2 separate regions of the Mus musculus genome follow, and region 1 is linked to region 2. The links are chromatin contacts, called in public promoter capture Hi-C maps. All regions are on one chromosome and are shown on one strand. Each heading gives the region's core, a stretch centred on a gene start, on an enhancer-like site or on the middle of the called end of the contact. The rest is flanking DNA. Distances are from core to core; before and after follow the strand shown. Region 1 holds the start of Hapln4 (hyaluronan and proteoglycan link protein 4). Region 2 holds the start of Gdf1 (growth differentiation factor 1).

Evidence for each region. Capture Hi-C pulls out chosen DNA fragments and counts their contacts.
Region 1: a contact with region 2 is called in a promoter capture Hi-C map of adipose tissue. The contact joins the promoter of Hapln4 here to the promoter of Gdf1 in region 2. A contact is called at or near these places in 10 of 39 promoter capture datasets (the C10 cell line, cranial neural crest, embryonic stem cells and 5 more), 2 of 115 datasets of contacts at active chromatin or transcription factors (both in embryonic stem cells) and 4 of 9 other capture datasets (adipose tissue, liver, macrophages and 1 more).

What each region holds. Positions count from the first base shown.
Region 1 is chr8:70,081,253-70,085,908 of GRCm38.p6, forward strand. It overlaps Hapln4 (hyaluronan and proteoglycan link protein 4), which reads left to right and starts at 2,277. Exons shown (of 5, transcript NM_177900.4): 1 at 2,277-2,311; 2 at 3,168-3,288; 3 at 3,530-3,892. The coding sequence starts at 2,309.
Region 2 is chr8:70,312,688-70,317,051 of GRCm38.p6, forward strand. It overlaps Gdf1 (growth differentiation factor 1), which reads left to right and starts at 3,088. Exons shown (of 8, transcript NM_001163282.2): 1 at 3,088-3,421. Cers1 (ceramide synthase 1) reads left to right here and starts at 3,088. Exons shown (of 8, transcript NM_138647.3): 1 at 3,088-3,421. The coding sequence starts at 3,173. It overlaps Cope (coatomer protein complex, subunit epsilon), which reads left to right. Exons shown (of 10, transcript NM_021538.2): 9 at 19-93; 10 at 172-315. The coding sequence ends at 219.

The sequences.
Region 1 (4,656 bases), core at 1,027-3,526, 230 kb before region 2:
AGTCAATGTTCTCTCAAACAGACCGAAAAAAGGCTGAGAACTAGTGAGGAACACATTTAATGATTTAATGCTCATCTTTGACCTACAACATACACCTGTGTTCTCATACTCAGGCACAATACAAACAAATACTAGACACACACACACAGTGTCTTTTATTGCTCTGAAAAGACACCATGACCAAAGGCAACTCTTATAAGGACAACATTTAATTGGGGTTGGCTTACAGTTTCAGAGGCTCAGTCCATTGTCATCATGGCAGGAGGCATAGCATGCAGGCAGACATGGTGCTGAAGAAGGAGCTGAGAGCTCTTCATTTTGACCCAAAATGAAGTCCAGAAGAGGACTGATTCTGGCAACATGAGATCTCAAAACCTACCCCTAAAGTGACACACTCTCTCCAAGGCCCAAGGCCACACATACTCCAAGGAGGACACACCCCTTAATAGTGTCACTCCCTGTGGGCCAAGCATGCAACCACATAACTCTACAGGTGTCACACCTATTCAAACCACCACACATGGAGAGGAGCATAACTAGCCATGCAGTGGAGTTAGGCATCTAGAGACGATTCTAGCCCAAGGTCACACCTGAGCACAGCTAAGTTATGAACTGACTTCCAGCCTAACTTCCCAGGGCAACTGAGCCTGGCTAGACAGCAAAGGGCTGGAAAACCGGTCTCCATTTCCTGTCTTGCATCTGGAAACTGGTTGAAGAATGGAGTTTGCAGATGACTGGGGCCCTGAGCCTCTGGGCAGGGCCAACTGTTTACCAGTTTTCTAGTGGAAACACAGTCATAACAGTTCCTACCTTGCCCAGAGACCTGTGCAGGCTGAGAGGTCTGCCTCAGGCAAGGTAAAGAGTGGAACTTAGACCTGTTCCTCTGGGCCCTGGGTTTCTTGGGTGATTGCCCAGTGAGCAGATGGGTAAAGCAAGACTGGCCGGCCCAGGCCCTTAACCAAGCCCTTGTACTGCTGCCGGTGAAGAGAAGACTTACTCCAGTCTAGCCTAGAAAAGCCATAGCATCTGGCTGTGGAGCCCAGGCTAGCCTCAAACTTGCTATCCTTCTGCCTTAGCCTCTCTTATACCTCCATGCCTGGCTTTCCCTGACCTCCTCCCCCACCTCCTCCTCCTCCTCCTCCTCCTCCTCCTCCTCTTTAACAAGGTCTTTGTGTAACTCTAGTTGTCCTGGAACTCTGTAGAAAATAAGGTCCTATGTATCCCAGGCAGGCCTTAAATTCCCACTGTAGCCCAAGGTAACTTTACTTTCCTCAATTAGTTATTTTGAGATAAGTTCTCTCATAGTAGCTCTGGCTGTCCTGGAACTTACTACGTAGAACAGGCTGGCCTCTAACTTACAGAGATCCGCCTGCCTCTGCCTCCCAAGTGCTGAGACTAAAGGCGTGTGCCGTCACAGAAGCAACAAATGAGGCTTCAAACGCATGATTGTCCTACCTCTGCCTCTTGCCTCTTAGCATGTTTTACCTGCATGTACCACCACAACTGGCCCAAAGATGACTTTAAATTCCTAACCCCACCGCAGCCTCTCTGGTGTTGAAATGACTAGCCTCCCTCTGGAACCCAGAACCACAGGCATGCTAAGCGATCCCTTCTCCAACTGAGCTTCAGCCTCAGCCTCCAGCTAACACATGGCCTGGAGATAGGCCAGGCTCGTCTCAAGCTTGCTGTCTACCTGCCTCTGCTGAGATTAGAGACTAGCTCCAAACCCCTTCCCTTTTTTCCTTCTCATCCTAGGCTGACCTCGAACCTGCAGAAGATAACTTTAAACTGCTGGTTCTCCTTTCTCCCTCCAGAATACTTGAGTAACAGTTGTGTGTCTCTACCATAAAATAAAGTGTGTTGGGGTGGCAGGGAGGCTCGTGGACTTGAGTCTTTCCTGTGCTGGCAGGAGCTGGAAGACTTGATTAAGGAGCTTGGCCGACCATCTTAGTTTACCCTTCTGCTCACTGGGTGGTTATATGGGACTCCTATGCGGCAGCACGCCTGTCATCCCAGGTGTGGAGTACCAGCTCAGTCCAGTGAAACTAGTCAACTTAGTCCTCGTGGGTGAGAGGTTGGGATGGGTCACTATTACAGTGCTCTCAATTCCCCGTGCTGGGGGGTGAGGGTTGTCCCACCCCCACCCCGTGCTGTGCGTGCGCACGCGCGCGCGGCACCTTTAAAGCGCCCTCCTCTGCTTGCAGGCAGACGCCCGGATTGCGCGACCGGCAGGACCAGCTGGCCAGACCGCTGTGCGCGTGCGCAGTTGGGGAAGCGCACTGGCCGCTCAGCAAGGGCCACGACCAGGATGGTGAGTGCCACGCTGCACTGGTTTTCGAATCTCACATTTGTCTCTGTCTCTCTTCTCTCTGCCTCTCTCCGCCCTCTCTTTTCCTCTTGCCTCCTCTTTCTCTTTCTTTGGCACTTTCCCTTTCTCTGCCTCTTCAATGTCTCCCCCATGTTTGGGGGTGGTGGTGGAGAAGAGCGCTCACTTATTCTTTTTCCGTGTCTCTCCCACTAGTATCTCCTTCCTCTACCTCTGAGTCTCTGCATCTCTGATCCTACACCTCTATTTTTGCGTCTCTGGGTCACTGTCTCTGAGTCTCTGGGTCACTGTCTCTGCGTCTCTATTTATGAGTTTCTATCTCTGCGTCTCTATCTCTGTGTCTCTGCATCTCTGTGTCTCTGAGTGCATCTTTGCGTCTCTGTCTCCGAGTCTCTGGGTCTCTCTCTGTCTTTGCCGCTGTCTCCGGGTGTCTGTCTCTGAGTCTCTATCTCTGAATCTCTTCCTCTGAGTTCCTGTGTCTCTGTCTCTGTCTCTGTGTCTCAACTCTGGGTCTCGCTCCCTCTATCTCTCCTGGCCTGGCTCAGTAGCCCGTTGCCCCCCACCTCTCCAATCCTGTCCCTCTATCCCCAACCCCCGCTCGTGCTGCCGGGCTTGCTGCAGTCTCCTGGCGCGCTGATAACCTTGCGGCCCCGGTCCGCGCTGCTGCTCCCCCTCCCGTGCGCTCCCGTAACGGGGGCAGGGACTTAGGGAAGACGAAAGGAAATCTCCTGACCCTCCGTCAGTTCCACGGTTGATTCGCGCCTGAGACCCTTTTGGGGAGGGCTGGCAGAGCTAGGGGCTGTTGGGGCAGTACAGCTGGAAGCAGCTCCTGTACCCGCAGGCGTGTGCTCCAGGAGCCCTCGGTCACCGCGCACTCTGGGCCGTGGCCTGGGGACTCCTGCTGCTGGTCCCCGTGCTCGCAGGGGCGCAGCGTGGCAGGAAGAAAGTCGTGCACGTGCTGGGTGAGTTTTGTGGGAAGCTCTGGTCATCCCCTGCAATCCCCAATACACGCGTGCGCGCGCGCGCGCGCGCACACACACACACACACAGCGGTGGCCTAGAGTGAACGATGGGAGTGGGATGGGGTGGCGGATTGCCATGGTCCCCTACATTCAATCTCTGAGCTCCTTTCCCATCCTAGACCCACATCCTCTCCCTGAGGGACCCTACCGCACCTTTGACCCCTGATTGGTCGCCCCGCAGAGGGCGAGTCCGGTTCCGTGGTGGTGCAGACGGCGCCGGGGCAGGTGGTGAGCCACCGCGGTGGTACCATTGTCTTACCCTGCCGTTACCACTACGAGGCGGCCGCCCACGGTCACGACGGCGTCCGCCTCAAGTGGACGAAAGTGGTAGACCCTTTGGCTTTCGCCGATGTCTTCGTGGCTCTGGGTCCCCAGCATCGAGCCTTCGGTCCCTACCGAGGGCGGGCCGAACTGCAGAATGACGGACCTGGGGATGCCTCCCTGGTCCTCCGAAATGTCACCCTTCAGGACTACGGGCGCTACGAGTGCGAGGTCACCAATGAGCTGGAGGATGACGTCGGCATGGTCAAGCTGGATCTGGAAGGTGACCACAGCATGGGCAGAGAAAAAGGGGTACAGTGGGGGGCAAACTGAATGAGGTTGTTTCGGTAGAGATTTTGTCAGGCAGGGGAATAGCTCATTTAAAAATTACAGCTCTTATTTAATGTATGTGTATACTAATATATGCCTGTGGTTAGGGCCAGAAGAGGCCTCCCTTCCCCTGGAGTTGGAGTTACAGGTGGTTGAGAGCTGCCTGGTGTCAGTGTGGGGAACAGAACTCTTTTTGGCTGGAAGAGAAACAAGGAAGAAAGAGGTCCCCCCCCTTTTTTTTCTTCCCTTCTAGACAAGGTCTCACCATGTAGCCCTGGCTGCCTTGGAACCCACTACATAGATCACGCTAACTTTTGTTGGGATAATCTTTTGGTGCACTGTGTGAAGGCCTGCCTAAGGCACCTTCTGATTAATTTAATAAAATCTCAACAAGCCTTGCATTTGCAGCGATCAGCATGCCTCTCAAGTGAAGGGATCAATGGTGAGGGCCATCCCTGGACTGAAGAAAGTGTTTTTTTAAACCGCTGAGCCATCTCTTCAGCACTAGCTCTATGACTAAGACAAGGTTTAATGGACCCCAGGTTGGCTTTGAACTCTTGAGCTTTCAAGAAAAAAGTTATTGAATTTTGGTGTGTGCACTTCTGTGTGTGTGTTTACGAGTGCACACATGCCACGGTTCTTGAATGGAGATCACAAACAATTTGCCGAATGGATTCTCTCCTGGAATAGAACTCAATTTGTCAGGGTTGGTGGCAA
Region 2 (4,364 bases), core at 1,838-4,337:
CCAACCCACTCTCTTCAGGTGACAAACCGATACTTGTCACAGCTGAAGGATGCACACAGGGCCCACCCCTTCATCAAGGAGTACCAGGCCAAGGTGAGCAGGGCAGTTGTTCCTATGGATGGGAGGGAGGAAGCGGTGCTGTCTCATGCTATGTCTCTTCTCCCACTGTAGGAGAACGATTTCGATCGCCTGGCAATGCAGTATGCGCCCAGTGCTTAAAGTGGAGATGCCCTGGTGACCCCAACTGTGTGCCGCGGGATGCTGTCCTCCCTTTGTGTCTGCCAATAAAGTCTATCCATTATCGCTCTGCCTGATACCCACCAGGCGCTCACTCTGACAGGAGAGGGACTGGGAGGAGAGAGTCCCAGTCTCCCACCTCACTGTACACCACCAGTCCTGCACTCTAAGCTTCAGGGTACCCCTCCATGGTTCTCTAGCCTCCTCTACAAGCACCCCCCAGGTTGCCTCAATCAGCATCCAGGGAAACTGAGGTACAGACCCATCAAGGCAGCCATCAATGAAGGATGTTGCCACTCAAATCTTGGACCCTAGGGCTTATTGTCTGGGCTGCCACCTTGCACAGCATGGTGGGTATAGGGCCACTGGCAGGATAGACCCATGCTGGGCCCTGCCTACCAGGCTTAGCTATAGTGAGAAGCCCCAAACAGGTCCCACTGGACAGGGAGCAGGAGGTCTAGTTAGCCCCCATGCTGTCTCTTGAGGCTTGTGACCTTACCTTAGCTACTGGGATAGCCATCTGACACCAACTCAGATGCCACTGCAGTGCAGTGCACTGACACTTGGCCATGTGACAGGAGGGGACGGGGCACCAGTATCTGCCTAGCATGAGCTCTATTAGGAAGTCCTGGTCCTTGGCCTACACCACACATCACCCCACACCTCATTGGCAGGCATCCCAACTCCACTGCCAAGAAGAAACTCAGGCTGATCAGGCTTCTTCACTTACAGATGGGCACTGTGTTTGCCAGATGGCCCCAGGATTTGCCAGGAGGGACTGGGAAGGGCCCCAGCCCCTAGCCTGTCACCTAACAACTCAGGAGCAAGTATAAGAACCCCTCTCACCCACGGGGGTTTCCAGTCAGGAACCCTTGAGTAGTGGGCCACACCTATCGAAGGAAGCCGTGGGAGGGTTGGGTTCACTGCTATCCTCAGCTGCATCATGAGACCCTGTGACATGCTCAGTAGTGGACCTTTCCCAGAAGCATGATAGTCCAAGTTTGGGTCCCCAGTACCTACGTAGAAGCCAAGGGCACAGGTGGCTCATGTCTGTCCCTAGGGTTGGGGGCTGCGTCTGGGAGGCAGGAAGCTCGCTAGGGCTCATTGGCCACATGGTCTAGCTGGACCAGTGAGCCCTAGGTTAGTGAGAGATCCTGCCTCAAAAACTAAATACAGGCCGGGCAGTGGTGGCACACACCTTTAATCCCAGCACTTGGGAGGCAGAGGCAGGTGATTTCTGATTTCGAGCGCAGCCTGGTCTACAAAGTGAGTTCCAGGACAGCCAGGGCTATACAGAGAAACCCTGTCTCAAAAAACAAAATAAAAACTAAACACAGGGTCTGGAGAGGTGTGACAGCTCGCAGTTCCGAGTGTTGGCTGCTCTCGCCAAGCAAGGCCTCAGGTTCAGCTCTCAGTGTGTAACTCTAGTTCCAGGGGGTCTGATGCCCTCCTTGCCTCTGGGCACCAAGCAGAGAAAATGCACCAAATGGCTACATCTTTTTTAAATGGTGTAGGTGAGAGGGCTAGAGAGCTAGGCCAGTGGTTAAAAACCACTCTTTGTTTTGTTTTTCAAGACAGGGTTTCTCTGCAGCCCTGGCTGTCCTAGATGGAACTCACTCTGTAGACTAGGCTGATCTTGAACTCAGAAATCCGCCTGCCTCTGCCTCCCAAGTGCTAGGATTAAAGGCCTGTGCCACTAGGCCTGGCCTAAAAACCACTCTTGCAGAGGACTGATGTTCTGACCCCAGCAGCAATGTCCACCCAGCCAACAGCAGCCTGTTGCTCCATCTCCATGGGGTCTACCTTCCAGTCCCATGGGCACTTATACTCATGTGGCATATGTGCACACAGACACAGATATATCAAAAGTCTTATTAAAATGCAGTTTTCTAATAAGTATATGTATATGAGTCCTCTGACGTCATGCACACCAGAAGAGGGCATTTGATCCCATTACAGATGGTTGTGAGCCAAGATTTAAACTCAGGACCTTTGGAAGAGCAAACAGTGCTCTTAACCACTGAGCCATCCAAGGTTTTAAATACTGATGGAGGAAGACTCTGGGCATCTATCTCTGGCCTCCGTACTTGTACCCTTGGCGTGCATGAGTGCACATAGTTCATGCGTGCACATACAGGAGGCTGGAGACCTAGTATGCACAGAGCCTGCGTTCCACTGCCAGCAATAAATAAACCACGTATGGCAGCGCAAAGCTGCCTTCCAAGCACTCAGAAGGCAGAAAAGAGAATCAGGAGTTCGAAATCATCCTCAGCTACACAGCAAGTACTCAGTTGGAAGATCAGCACAAGAGGCTATATGGCTGGAGGAGTTAGTAAGGATCAGGCTAATCTTTATGGCTTTGGCTCAGTGGTGATGGGACAATGGGAGGCTGATCTTTGGACAGTCCTCAGCCCACTACCATTTGTCAGCTCCACCCTCACAGTCTACCAGTGAATTTCTATGGGTCTAGGCTAGGACACTCACAGGCTCCAAAGCTGGCTGTACCCACAGAACCAGGCGCCCTGCATTCAGACCAGTGGGCAAAGGGCGAGTACCAACAACCCAAGCATGGGCTGAATCCTTTTTTTTTTTTTTTTTAATTGTCTCATTGCTTTTATTTGTGTGAATGGGCGCCCAAGTGGAGGTCAGAGGATAATTTGTGTCAGTCTGTCCTCACCTTCACCCGCTGAGCCATCTTGACCGCAGAAGGCAGTCGCAGACTTGAGTAGAGGACCACTTAGTCTCAAAGCAGCACCAAGAGGAGGGCAGGAGGGGTGGTGCTCTGCATAACGGGGGCGGGGCCCGAGAGACCACGCCCCATTCTTGCTCTGGGGGGGCCCGCGCGCCCCCTGCCTGGCTGCGGCGCGTGACGCGAGGGCGCGCGGCGACTCGGACCGGTGCAGGCAACAGCGGAGACAGCGGAGAATTGGATAGCATGGCTGCTGCCGCGGCGACCCCCAGGCTCGAGGCGCCAGAGCCCATGCCGAGTTATGCGCAGATGTTGCAACGAAGCTGGGCCTCGGCGCTGGCGGCGGCTCAGGGCTGCGGGGACTGCGGCTGGGGACTGGCGCGCCGCGGCCTGGCGGAGCACGCGCACCTGGCTGCACCCGAGCTGCTGCTGGCCGTGCTCTGCGCTCTGGGGTGGACAGCGTTGCGCTGGGCAGCCACCACACACATCTTTCGGGTCAGTGAGACCTAGGAGGGTGGGGGACTGAGAACTGCAAAAGGAGAATGAGTGGGGCCTCACCTCACGTATTCCTATGTCCATGGTGGCCGCTGGAAAGTGGGGGGCTCGGGTTTGGAGATGCCCAGGATGTTGGGGCCTCAGGCTATCGCGAGACCCTTTGCGCGGGTTGGATGCCGGGGGGGGGGCTGAATTGAGGTGACGCTGTGATGGATTTGGTGTCCAATATAGTGTGGGGTGTTCTGGGTCCAGGGAAACCAGATCCACACCCTGTCCTGGGTCATTTCGATAGAATCTAGGGCGATCAGCTCGGTACAGCCTCTAGGCTGTTGCAGACCGGAGGACCGACCTGGGGCCCTTCCTGGGGATCGACTTGGGGATCCTGGACGGGAGGCCTCGAGATATACAGAGGTCACCTGTGCCCTGCGTCACGGGGAGCTGCTGAGCCTACACCCAGTCTGTGCAGTCGAGGCTCCGCCCCTGTCTGGGGTCCACATCACCCCTGAGCCAGTGATTGCACAGGCCTGCATGTCATGGGCCAAGCAAGCAGAGGGGCTCAACCTTGGAAATGACCCTGTCTATGTCAAGGCTGGATTCTGCCGCCCCCATGGGGTGATGGTCAAAATGTTCTCTTTCTGGCAACTAAGAAGGCCACCAACCAGGTCTGAAGGATGACCCTGTAGTGATTGCACTGATGACATTAGTACCTGAGCCTGTTCTTCATCCCCCTCCTGGGGTTAGGGGGTCTCTGTGGCATTTAGGCCAGTACCATGGTGGATACTCCCCCAGGGGACTAGCTGGGGACATCCCACCCCCCTGTAACTGAAAGTGGCAGGGGGGTGCGGGGACAGAGAGCATTGTGCCAACAAAGGGGCCTTTCTCTGCTGGCGGGAAGAGGCTGTTCCTTGTTAGGTCAAGACAGGGTGTTGTCCAGCTCCAGGGC